Linked DNA regions of Dromaius novaehollandiae: region 1 is linked to region 2. Evidence: chromatin contacts called from public Hi-C data. All regions are on one chromosome and are shown on one strand. The core of a region is the stretch at or near the end of the contact, and the rest is flanking DNA. Distances in the headings are between cores, read along the strand shown.

Region 1 (6,271 bases), core at 2,525-5,024, 80 kb before region 2:
GGCTCTGAAACAACCCCACACATGCATAAGCATAAATCTCTTCCATACATGAAATTGTACCACAGGCACACGGGCATCTTCCTAACAGCAGTGCATAACTTCCAGCATCTCCACTTCCAACTCCAAAATGACCGTCACACCTTCCTAGATACAGAGCAAGACTGGCAAAGCAGTAAGCTCTCTTCTCTAACCACTCGTAATCATCTCAGGCTAAACCAGGACCTTTTCTCACTTGTCTGTAGGCATCATGAATCCAAAGCTGGCACCAAACTGGAAACAGCAACTTCATTACCAATGTTACTCGATACCTTTTCTGTCACTCCCCACTTTTAAAGTCTGTGACATTCTCTCGTCTTTGAGTATTGTCAGTAGTTTGCATGACTATTCTTTGTCCACTTCAGGGCAAAATCCTTCAACTTAGTTTAAGCAGCCCTAACTGGCTCAGTATGTTAAGCTGTCTGTCTGTATAAAGGAAAAGAAAACATCTGGAAAATAGAGAGGAAAATTCATATCATGGAGAAGTAGTAAATATCTAAAAGATGTAAGTTCTACATACCTGCAACTATTACTGCAGTTTATCCTGCTCTTACTTCACATATCCCAAGCAGTTCTCACTCTTAGGATACATCCAAAACAGCAGTACCAACACACTCGCATTTAAATGTTGAATTTCAGTTAAACTGAAATCAATATTAAATTGTTATTTTTAAAAATAAGTATACTGATCACGATAGTTAATAATTCAAAGACATGTAAAGACATTATGCGTTATAATACATGGAAAGGGCATGAGAAAACAAGTTTGACAATTTTAACTGATCTGCAAAAATACAGTTAACGGACCATTTTGACAAACAATATTTCATTTCTCTTATTCTCAACACATTATTTGCCAGTACCTCAACTTTTTAGTTCTTGAACCAAATTAGCAAGAACAGTATAATCTGGCCAGAAGTGTTACTAGTCATACAATTTTTATAATGCTTGATTTCCCCCATATTCATAGTAACAGCAAGTTCCAGTGATGCGGTAAAACTAAGGTGGCAGAAACTTGTTTCTCCTGGAAAAACAAGATTAACAGACACAAAGAAAAACATAAAATAAGATGAAAAAGGAACACAATAAGAAGAATCACTCTTCTTGGTCAGATGACGACAGCTTCCCTAGGAGAGAGAAGGATCACATGCTCTTCAAGAGAGAAGTCCTTCTGTAATTCTACAGCATGCATCACATTTGTAGTATCAATAAAAATTTTTAATAAAGTACAAACATCCAGAATTACATTTTATACAAGCATTCTTACAGTATTCAAAAGAAAGCAGTTTGATCTGCAGCAGTCTAAAGATAGGAAATTTCTCAACTAGACATGGCAAATATATTTACACATCTTTCAGTTTTCACAGTATTACGTCATTAAACTCACCTTAGGCTTTGAGCAAAGGAAAGTATGACAATTTAAAAGTCTGTTTGGGACTTGTCTACATAGTAACTAAGATTTTATTATCATCATCATCCAGCTAAATAATTTACATCAAAACCAATATGCCCAAGAAATTAACCTCAAAATAAACCAGAACCCTAAAACTGCAATCCATTATAAAATCGTATTGTGTACTAGAGGACAAAGGTATCACCATAAGTTTTCTTCTTTTGTAATGACTGGTAAAGTAATTGTTATATGTTCCCAAATGTAAATACTGACAGCCTCATACATTCTATCTGTCCATATTATTCCACTTTATTTCTAATCCTTGCACAGTGTTCTTTACCTGTTTTGCCAGAGGTTTACCAGAGTTTTCTTCACACCAACTCAGCTGTACTTTAGCCATATAATTTGCTCTTTAATGTATCTATTTTTACAAATCTCAGACACATCACTGCAATTTACTTTCTAGCCTCACCGATCTTAGAAAATGAGCAGTACTCATTCCGGTGTATAAAATCTACACATTAGCAAAGCAATTGCTATTTTTTTCTCAATTCTGCCACATAATATACTGACATATATGCAATAGTTCAGGAAACAATACTGAGCAGAAATATGCTTAATTTATTTCAGGGAAAGCATGGCGCCCGTTTTTTATCTAATTTAAATTAGAAGCTAACCTTTTAAGACCAGTTTACTCTAAATTCTTCTGGAAGACAAAGGACTGTTTGTCAAGTACCAACAGAACAAATTCCATAAGCTACTAACAATCAACAGATAGCCAAACTAGTGTGGCAATTAAGAATTACAACTAAGAAGAAACCCTATGAATTCACAGAGTGCATGGCCTTAGCCATGAGACATAACACCATTCTACTGAAAATTATGGAATCCAGCCAAATATCCAATGGACTTTAAAGTGACTTTGTATTTTCTTTGTACGCACACACAAACACAAACTCTCATTTCCATCAACTGTTTCAGTCACTGAAATGTTCCTGAAATGCCAGTGATAAGCAACCTCTTGAAATGCTTCAAATAGTATTCTGGGGGAAAAAAATATCACCATCTGTGATTTGAAATTCAAGCTTCATTTCTCTCCTGGCCTAGAAGGGGGTCCAACAGCTTGTTGTTTGTATGGCTCTTTGCTGTGCACAATAGTTATTGCTTGAACAAGAATCCTTAAGAAGCAGTTTTCATATTCTTGCTAACAGAAGCCCAGGCTACAGTACAGGCATGGAAGCAACTACAACAGAGAAAACCTTACACCCCACTACAACACTGCCCTCCATATAGCTTCTTAACGTAGCAGTATTTGTGCCCTGTAGCTAGGCAGCATGCCTAGGCGCTTCCCTGGATTAGCAGACCTTCAAGACACAGCTTAAGCTCACTCATACACAGAAGAAGCCGTGTTTAAGCAGCAACCCTCAAGGATTCCTGGCTGAAATTTTCAGTGAGGACTTTTCGATCGAATAAGAGAGAAATCCTGTCCACTCCATCCAACACGACCTGGTGGCTGAACGTTTGCAGCGCCTTTAGCAGCAGCAGGAGAGGAGCAATAGAGCTTCTGCGACCACAGCGTGTCTGCGGGCCCGAAAGCACGCAGCCAAGACGCCAGGATCCCTGCGGCGGCCGCGGGCCCCCCTCCCTCTCCCCACCTAGGCGCTTTCGCTAATGCTGCGGCCGCCAGACAGACTTCACGCAGCGGTCAGGCCTCCCGTCCGGCCCGCGGGGAGCACGTACCGGCTCCACCTCGCGAGGCAGGCGCTGTACCCGGCTCCCCGCCGAGCGGACGGAGTGGCCGGGGAGCACTAAGGGAGCGGCCGACGCCCCCGCCAGGCCATGGCGCTGGCACAGGCCCCGGCCGGGAACACCGGCTAGACGCGCCACGGAGAGGGGACGAAGCCCCAGCCCATCCCCCCGCGCGGCCGTTAACTGCCGCTGGCGCCGGCCGGGGCTCTTCCCTGCCTCTGCGCTTCGCGAGGCGCGCGTGCCAACGCGAGGGTCCCCTTCCTCCCACCTTAATTTTATTGAGCACCCCGCTGCTCTCCAGCGTCTGCACCAGCAGGTCCCGCAGCTCTGTGTCCTCCTCCGTCGCTGCGGCCGCCATCTTGTTTCTCCCTGACAACCGCCCAAACTGCGCTAGCGGCTGGACGAGCGCGGCAGATTCGCCTCCGCGCTGAGGGAGGCACTAACCCAGCGGCCGACCCGAGCACACGAGGCGCCGCCGACCGGTGATGACCCTCAGCGGCGGCCCGAAAGGGAACGCAGTGAGGCCGCGACCAGCCAGCGCCCCTCCGGCCGCGGCACCTGGAAAGTGCGGCGGCGAATAGGCAGCGCGGCTGCCGGCGCCGCGATTGGCGGGCGGGAGGTTTAAAGCGGGTGATGGCGCTAACGGCTGAACTACGCCGTTGTTTGTCTTTAACGTCATCGCGACGGCACAGCTGGTAGCGGCGCTATCTGCCAGGTCCCTGTGAGCAGTCCCTGAGCCCTTTTCCCGCCCTAGCTTGGTGCTCTCCCCGGGCAGGGCAGCCCTGCGCACCGCGATGGGCTCGCGCCGGGCTGCGCTCGCGCCCAACGGCCGCGCGGACTGTAACGGCCGTGCCTGCCGCGGGCCCTAGCGAGGGGAAGCGAGGTTCCCCAGGGCCGGTCTTCCCCCGCACTCGGCTCTTTCCAACGCCGAAAGAAAGAGTGCATGTGTGTGCGTGGAGGGAGGCACTGAAACAGCTTTGAGGACCGAAGAACCCTTCTCCTCCCCCTTCTCAGGTGTTGAGCCCCGTTTCAGTAGAAAGGGAAACGTAGTTCCCCTCCTCTGAGCGGGGAAGGAACAACTTTCTCAGAGTGGTAGTGGGCTGAGAGAGATCTCAGAAAGTACGTGTACCCGCTCCGTTCAACACAAGCAAAGCAGGGATCGAAAAGTATTTGAAATAGGTCAACAATATTTATTTTATAACCAGCAGGTGCTTTTAGGAACAGGAGGCTCCAACGCTATCATTTCTTAAAAACGATACAAAGCTTTCGAGGATGCAGTGATTAATTTGCAAGCACTGCACGTTGCTTTGGGGAAAATCTTTTACTCTTTTTTTCCTGACCTTTTTAAGATTCTGACTGAACCTTATCTCCTGAACTTTCTACGATTTTTCTTGAAGAGAACTCAATTATATAATGAAGAATTTCAGAAGTTATGAATATTCAAAGCGTGCAAATGTTCCTCATAGATGAAGTATGATAAGGGTATTGTTGGCGGTTGATACTACTTTCAAAAGCATGCAGTAGGTGGCACTAATTCATCAGTGATGTCTTAAATACCAACCAAGCCTGGTAAGTCAGGTGTCACCAGTACTGTCCTGTTTTTATTGAATCCTCCAGAGGCATGCTGGATCTCTGAGCCCGTTTCCATACCTGCACAAAGAATATAGCACTACATTTTAAAATCCTGAGTCTTGGAAACATTGGCAACCTTTCACTTCAATGCAAAAGTGTATTAAAGTAAGCCTGCAACAGTGCACTTTTTAAACAAAACTGTAATAATAAATGAAGTTTAGATCTAGCTTTTCAAAACCCTACCAGAAGCAAAACATTACTTCAGAAACGTAATGCCTGGTATACTTATGATCTTTTTTCTTCTTTTATTCACAAAAATGGATGGAAATATCTGGTAGGCGCTCAGGATTTTTTTGTTTGTGAATTATATAAAAACAAAGCTGAAACAATAATTTGACTGTATGATGTGCTGTGATAGGAAATAAAACTAAATAATGAAATCATTCTGTTTTTTGATGACCAGTGATCTGGGCTTTTTTAGTTATATTTTTCTTGCTACGGAAGTGACTGACTGTTGCTGTGAAATACAGGATCTGAAATCAATGTTTTAACATAAAGTGGCACAGATTTCATAACTTCTTAAAACTGCAGCAAACTCTTTTCATACAGCTTTCATTCCTAATGCTGCTTAACCAAAACAAATACATTGACAAAAATATGAAAAAAATGAAGCGCATACAACATTAAGCCTATCTGATAACACTTTTATAAATTGTCCTTAAACATCTTGGAGCAATCCATTATACTCTGCTATACTGAATTAGTTACACTGCTTGTATATTGGGGAAAACATGTAATTTAATTTATCTGTGAAGTGCCACAGCTACCATCTGATAAGGACCTGTAATTTTTTTAATCTAACAAAAACAAACGTTACACATACATTTTAGAAATGTGGAATCAACTTATATGAAAACTTGAGGTTCCTTTTTGAATGGTTTGAGGAATATCTAACTCACCAATAAGAATAAATCATTATCTATTTAAAAGGCAAAATAGGCTATAAACTTCAGTGGTAAGCTTGAAACAAGATGGTGAATAACTAGGTTTCAGTTCTGGTAATCAAGGTAATTAAAAAAAAGTGTTTATAAGTTAAAGTTAAATTGTTATTTCAAATAATCATATGAGCGTTGTTAATGTTGTTATGATCAAAAGAGCCACACTCTCTCAGGGCATAAGGCTTTACTTGTATGTCTGCCAAAAGACATAACAGTGGTTTTGGTTCACCGAAACTTGAGGACGCCTAGTTTAGCAGAAGGAATATTAAACAATCGAAGGGATCAATGCTACAGTTAAGAGTCTAGGCTGGTAAATGAGTTTTAGGCTAGGGAGGGGAAGAACAGGGATTGGAAAACAACCAGCAAAATAAAGGTGACATTCTTCTATCAGCCATAAAAGCCTTGAAACAGGCCAAAATACAAAAGCACTTCTACAGGAGTAGATTGGGATCCTGTTGTAGTAATCGCAAATGGTCTATTTTTGTCAGTGATCCAGAGGGAATGTATTCTGTGCCAGTTCTAC
Region 2 (5,742 bases), core at 2,949-5,448:
TTAGCAATTGAGTGTGCGGAGAAGATAATGTCAAAGTCTAGCTCTAACAAATTTTATTTAAGTTTTATGTTAGACTGGCAACATACTTACAGTAAGGACTTGAATTTCTCATCTCTAACTTTTGTAGTAGCTTAGAGGCTAGTTAAGTAATTGTACACTAAGTTCTGATGACAGATACAGAGTGGGTTGGTTGGCACAGAATTTTTATTGATTCTCTTTCCTGTGAATTGGATTATCTTTGCAGAGTTCACTTTCAGGAATACCTACATCGATGGACAGTGCTTGCTATATATTTTGTTTAATGCGGGGAATATAGTATTTCTTGCAAGCTGAGATAAGAGGACAGCCACAAGGTGTTTCCTCAGGAACTGTCTGACCTTTCATAGTGTAGGATGTTGATGTTTTTTGGATATTTTTTTTTTGCTTGTTTTTAATGGCTGGAGATGAAGATGCTTCTGGCTATTGCAGAACGAGTTGAAACAGACTTAAAAATCAAACACCTCTCCCCCTTCGCTTTTGTTGTTTTTTTTTTGCTGTGGCATTTATCTAGTATCTGTTCTCTGATATTTCCATGTAATTCTTTTTCTGTGCTTGCGGTCGGGGCATTACAACTCGTTCATGGTATTTAAATTGGTATCTTGGTGACATTTAAAGGTGTGTTGCAGACATACTTACAGGCAACAAGTGGACAAAAAATTTTACTATCTGGTGATTTAACAACTGTGCATATTAGTGAACACATGTGAGTCTTCTTTCTAACTTTTTTCTTATGACACACAGTTCTGAATGAGATAAACGTGACTCTGGGTTAGCCATGTTAATATTTTTGTGCATATTAAGGGAGAGAGCTTGTTGTCCTGTGGCAATATACTGAACCTCCTGTTAAATATGATAATTTATGCCTGGCAGAAATGTTACATGGTAATCCTTGCCCTGTTGAAAGACTTAGCCTTCAGCTTTATTGGTAGAAGGCCAGCTATGCATTTACTTATAGATAAGCCACTGTCCATCAGGAAATGTATATGTGCAGAGCAAATGCTTACAGTATGCTTATGCAGGCTAATCTGAGTAGAGCGTCTCATCCTTTTCATTGAGCAGAGGTACTGTATCTCAACTGTACAGCTGGAATGAGATCAGTCCCAGGCCCCGGGAGAGAAAGGACCATTAAAATACTGCTTTACCTAGCTCACTCTTCTTGCCTTTTCTCATTCTCCTTTAACTAATGTAGACATACCCTGTGTGAATAACTGGAAGAGCTTCTTTAGATACAGCAGTTCCTTATCCCTGGCAGACAGCTGGGGGAAGCATAGAACTATGCCATAAGTGCTACACAAGGCAGATGCTGACTGCAGTGGAGGCAGTGTAGGACTCTGTTTTCTCTGGCTGTCTGAATATAATAGCTTGTGCCATTTTGAGGAGGAAATCTAACTCGGCTTAGTGTGTTCATTTCAGTATAAGAGAAGACCTTCTGGAGGATGGGGAACACTTGCAAATCCTGCTCATTTTGTTGAAGCAGAAAATACAGGTGCTGGATGCCTCCCCTGTAGCAGTTACAGCATGACTAATGTTGGGTGAGTTTCTGCCACAAGCTGAGAGAGGGAGCTTGGGCTTTGTCTTCCTTTGCCACAGTGAAAAGGGCAGAGAAACCCTATGAAATTCTGTTCTGCCATTGGTTTGCTGAGAGATCCTCCAAAAGTGTCTTGGGGGAGGGGAGGGGTGAGAGAGAAACTGGAGAAGCTGTTTCTCTTGGTTCCTATTTTTTTTTCTCTTCCAGTTACACCTGGCTATCAGGCACTGTCTGAATCACAGAATGCTTGAGGTTGGAAGTGATGTCTGCAGATCAACTAGTCCAACCCCCCTGCTCAAGCAGGGTCACTTAGAGCAGGTTGCCCAGGACCTTGTTCAGATAGCTTTTGAATATCTCTGGGGATGGAAACTTCACAGCCTCTCTGGGCAAGCTGTTCCAGTGCTCAGTCACCCTCACAGTTCAGGTGGAATTTCCTGTGTTTCAGTCTGTGCCCCTCGCCTCTTTTTCTGTCACTGAGCACCACTGAGAAGAGTTTGGCTCCAGCTTCTTTACAGGCCCCCATCAGATATTTCTAAACATTGATCTGGTCCCCCCTGGGCCTTCTGTTTTCCAGGCTAAACAATCCCAGCTGTCTCAGCCTCCCCTTCTATGTCAGATGCTTCTATCCCTTTATCATTTTCCCTGTACTTGCTCCAGTATATGCATGCTTTTCTTTTATGGCTGAACCCAGAGCTGGACCCATCACTCTAGATGCAGTTGCTCCAGTGCTGAGTAGAGGGAAAGGATTACTTCCCTAGACTTGCTGGCAGTGCTCTTCCTAGTGCAGTCCAGGATACCATTGGCCATCTTTATAAATAAATTGGTTATTCACATATATCATTTATATAAATATATAGTTTACCTTTATATATAAAATATATTGTCTAGGTCACTTAATTTGAGGGTCACTAACTCATGATGTTAAAACTGTCTTTCATCTCCTTGTAAAAATAAAGAAAAAGATCATGTAGATAAGATCATGTAATGCTTTTATTTATTTATTTATTTTTAAAGCTGGTCTGAGTCACATTAAGCTCTTCACCGCCAAACAAGTTAGAAATGTTCAAAATTAAAATCCCCCAAATGAAGTTTCACCTAATCATGTGACTCCAGTAGTCAGAGCTTTAGAGTAGGTAGAACACAAGGCTTGCTTGTGGAGGTTTGGCAGTATAGATTTTCCTATGGAGGATGTCTCCTGTCCCATGGTCTGTTCAGCTGCAAAACTCTCATTTTCCAGTGTCTGGACTAGGGAGCATCCATAGGTGAAAGTACCAACTAAATCAGAAAAATCTGTTGGGTACCTCCATCTGTGATAGGGGGAGTGTCACATCTCCTGTTCTATGTTTATGTTACTGATAAACATTTTAAGTGACTCTGTTTAGAGGAGGGGAAAAAGATATCTTTTAAAGTCATTCTGATACATTAGGTTTTTGAACAACGAACACTGAAGTAATTTCAGAGAGGGCAATGTACGTGTCTTAAGAGGCTGCTGGGATAGGTTAAGTTCCGTATGAAAAGAAGCTAAGGGATGACAACATAAACTTTGACTAATTGGTGTGTACTCAGCTTCTGAAGAGCCTAGTCCATGCTATTTTGGCAAGCATTGCTATATTGACTTGAGCTACTTAGACTGAAGCTAGCAAAAATCCTGCAGTCAAATTCTAATTGCAGTGTAGACATACCCACAGTCTGTTTCCATGGGGAAAAAGATGATTCTTGTTTAAAGAATTGTACTGAAAATTCCCATACTCTGATATTGTCTGCCCTGTAAGCAAACAATTGTGCAGCAGTTTGTTGTTAAAAGATGTCAAGGTTGACAGGTTTTGAACTTAATCAGTGCAAACAATAGTGTTTTGCTTGGTAAATCCTTAGTATTTTCCTAATAGGACAAGACTTATATGACTGCCCTGACAGTATGCTTCCAATAGTAATTTTTAAATATGGCCAGCTTCAGTCAGACTTGAAAGTGGGGTAGGCACCCTAGAGACATCCCTATTCTCAAGTTTTCTGAAAATCAGCAGATGAGGGGAGGTGAGAGACTCAAAACAGTGCCCTACCAGGGGAGGAAAAGGCAGAATTCCACTTGGCAACAGCCAACGGGCTGGTACGTGCTGTCTGATCAGTTAGCATATATTTTTTCCTTGCGTGTCTCTGTGACCCTCCAAAAAAGGAAAAGAGAAGGAAGGAGTGTGAGGGACAATGGCTATAAATCTGTTGAAAACCAGCCTCTGTTAGTTCTGTTTCTTGCAAAACAGCTTTTATTTGCTTTTCTTTCCCCCTGCAGTAATCACAAGTGGGAAATCCTTGCTCCCCCAAAATAAGCATGGAAGTCTGTCAGCTTCATGTGCTTAGAGAACCAGACTGCAGAGTGCTTTTGCAGCTATATGTACATGTTGTTCCCCCCAGTGTCCCCCCCCCCTTTATTTTGCTTTACTTTGATCTCTTTGCAAGACTAGATCAGCTTTGAGAGAAAATGCATTTTAAAAGAAAGCATGTTATTACTTAGCACTTTTCTGTGACAACAAAAAGCAGGCTGTGTTCTTGCAAACTCAGTGCTATACAAATATGAACCTTATTTGTTAAGGAGGGAAGCACTGTGCTGCACTTAATAAATACTGGTCTTCTGTGTGTGACTTAACTAGTTTCAGCCATGCTATATTGTAGACAATACTGACGCCTAGTGCAAGTTAAGTAAAACTGAACAAATGGCTTTTGAAGCTCTTAAAAAGTACAGAAGAATGTACTTTAAATTTAGGGTGACTTGAAGCCTTTGATATTGGAAAAGTTATCAGTTGGGATAGCACCTCTGATTTAACTATGATATTTGAAGTTGTCTCAAACTGAGTGTGGTCATGTTGTTATTTTACAGCATTAGTGTTCTGCAGCATAACAGAGGTGGGGCTGGCCAGCAATGAAGAAGTTGTTTAGGAGTGACACATCTTTAAAGCATGGAGAAAAAGGAAAGGAAACTGGAGTTGTTGAAAGTGGTAGGGGGAGGGGAGGAGATGATCAGAGGATGTATGAAGACAGACACACAGATAATGCTGCTGTTGGCAGGATGGAGCAAACACTACGCAGATAAAGAACATTCAAATTTAGCATTTTGAGACTGAAGAGAAAATTTAGAGACTTCAGTCAATGGAAGAAATGACTTTAAAGGGTGCCTTTTGCAGAGCAGGAGTTTAAGTGTACCAAATTGCCATTTTCAAGGATTTTTTTTTTTTTTTTAATCCCGCAACTCTAGAATTAGTTCTAGGAAATTTAGCTGTTTTAAGCTAAAGTTGGCTTTTGTGAATCTCCCTTCTGCTGGGTCCATCTCTTCTTAAGGAGTTTCATCAACACCTTGATCATAATATCTTTCCCTCTTCCCCCCATCTCTGAACCTTCAAAGAATTTTGGCAAGTCAGTCTTTCTAACTTGTATTGAATAGAATCCATGCATCAAGCACTGAATGATGCCCAGTCTTTCTGGAAACTGCACAATGTTCAGGTACTTAAGGAGGTAGGTAAAGCACTTGTATACTCTCTTGTTCAAAGTCAGCCTATGCAGTATTCTCAATAATCTACAGAAGGGCAGTTAACAGTCCGCGTGGTCAGTTCCATCCCCTTTAACATGGAAAGAAGTATTTCCATTGATTCAGTGCTTCAGGTCCTAAGTAAGCTTATTTATTTGAGGACTAGCTATCCCTCATGGGTAGAACCTGAGTTTTTCATAACTATGGATAAATCGGCTTTCAGGCAAAGATAACATCAGCAGAGATCTATTGTCATTTCTTTAAGGATGGGGAATATAAAGTGATGTGCTGCAAAAATCTTCATCTGTTATCACCAGACAGGCTCCAGAGCAGGGAGGTAGGGTGCACCATATAGTTTCTTAACTTGTGCATAGTGTGATGTGATGAGGGTATGATTCTTCTGGGGCATTAGTTAGTGTCTACATGCAGCACTGTTTTGTAAGGATACCTGCTAAGGAATGCTAGAGGTGCTCTCTATGTCCTAACAGAAAACACGTGGCCAAATCCTCCTCCTGGTATCTTACATTTCACTGCAAACAGTGATGGTGGCTTCAGTAAGCACCTGTCAACCTGTGGAGAGTGGCAGAACATTGTTGGCTATGTTGTTCATTTTTAAATGTCCTTCTAAGAAGACCTCTTTTGCATTCTGAATGTGACTGAA

Evidence for each region. Hi-C and Micro-C count contacts between places; a contact is called where the count stands out from the background.
Region 1: a contact with region 2 is called in a Hi-C map of brain, with 6 times the contacts expected there. The contact joins the promoter of CEP43 here to the enhancer-like site in region 2. A contact is called at or near these places in 2 of 4 Hi-C or Micro-C datasets (brain and liver).

What each region holds. Positions count from the first base shown.
Region 1 is chr3:78,939,110-78,945,380 of bDroNov1.hap1, reverse strand. It overlaps CEP43 (centrosomal protein 43), which reads right to left and starts at 3,774. Exons shown (of 12, transcript XM_026109876.2): 1 at 3,447-3,774. The coding sequence starts at 3,536.
Region 2 is chr3:78,860,442-78,866,183 of bDroNov1.hap1, reverse strand. All of the region lies in intron 2 of RPS6KA2 (ribosomal protein S6 kinase A2), which reads left to right. Among named protein-coding and RNA genes, the nearest start is that of RPS6KA2, 17 kb to the left of the region's middle. Within about 2 kb of position 4,198, at least 2 of the 2 cell types and tissues checked have open chromatin away from gene starts, as enhancers often do.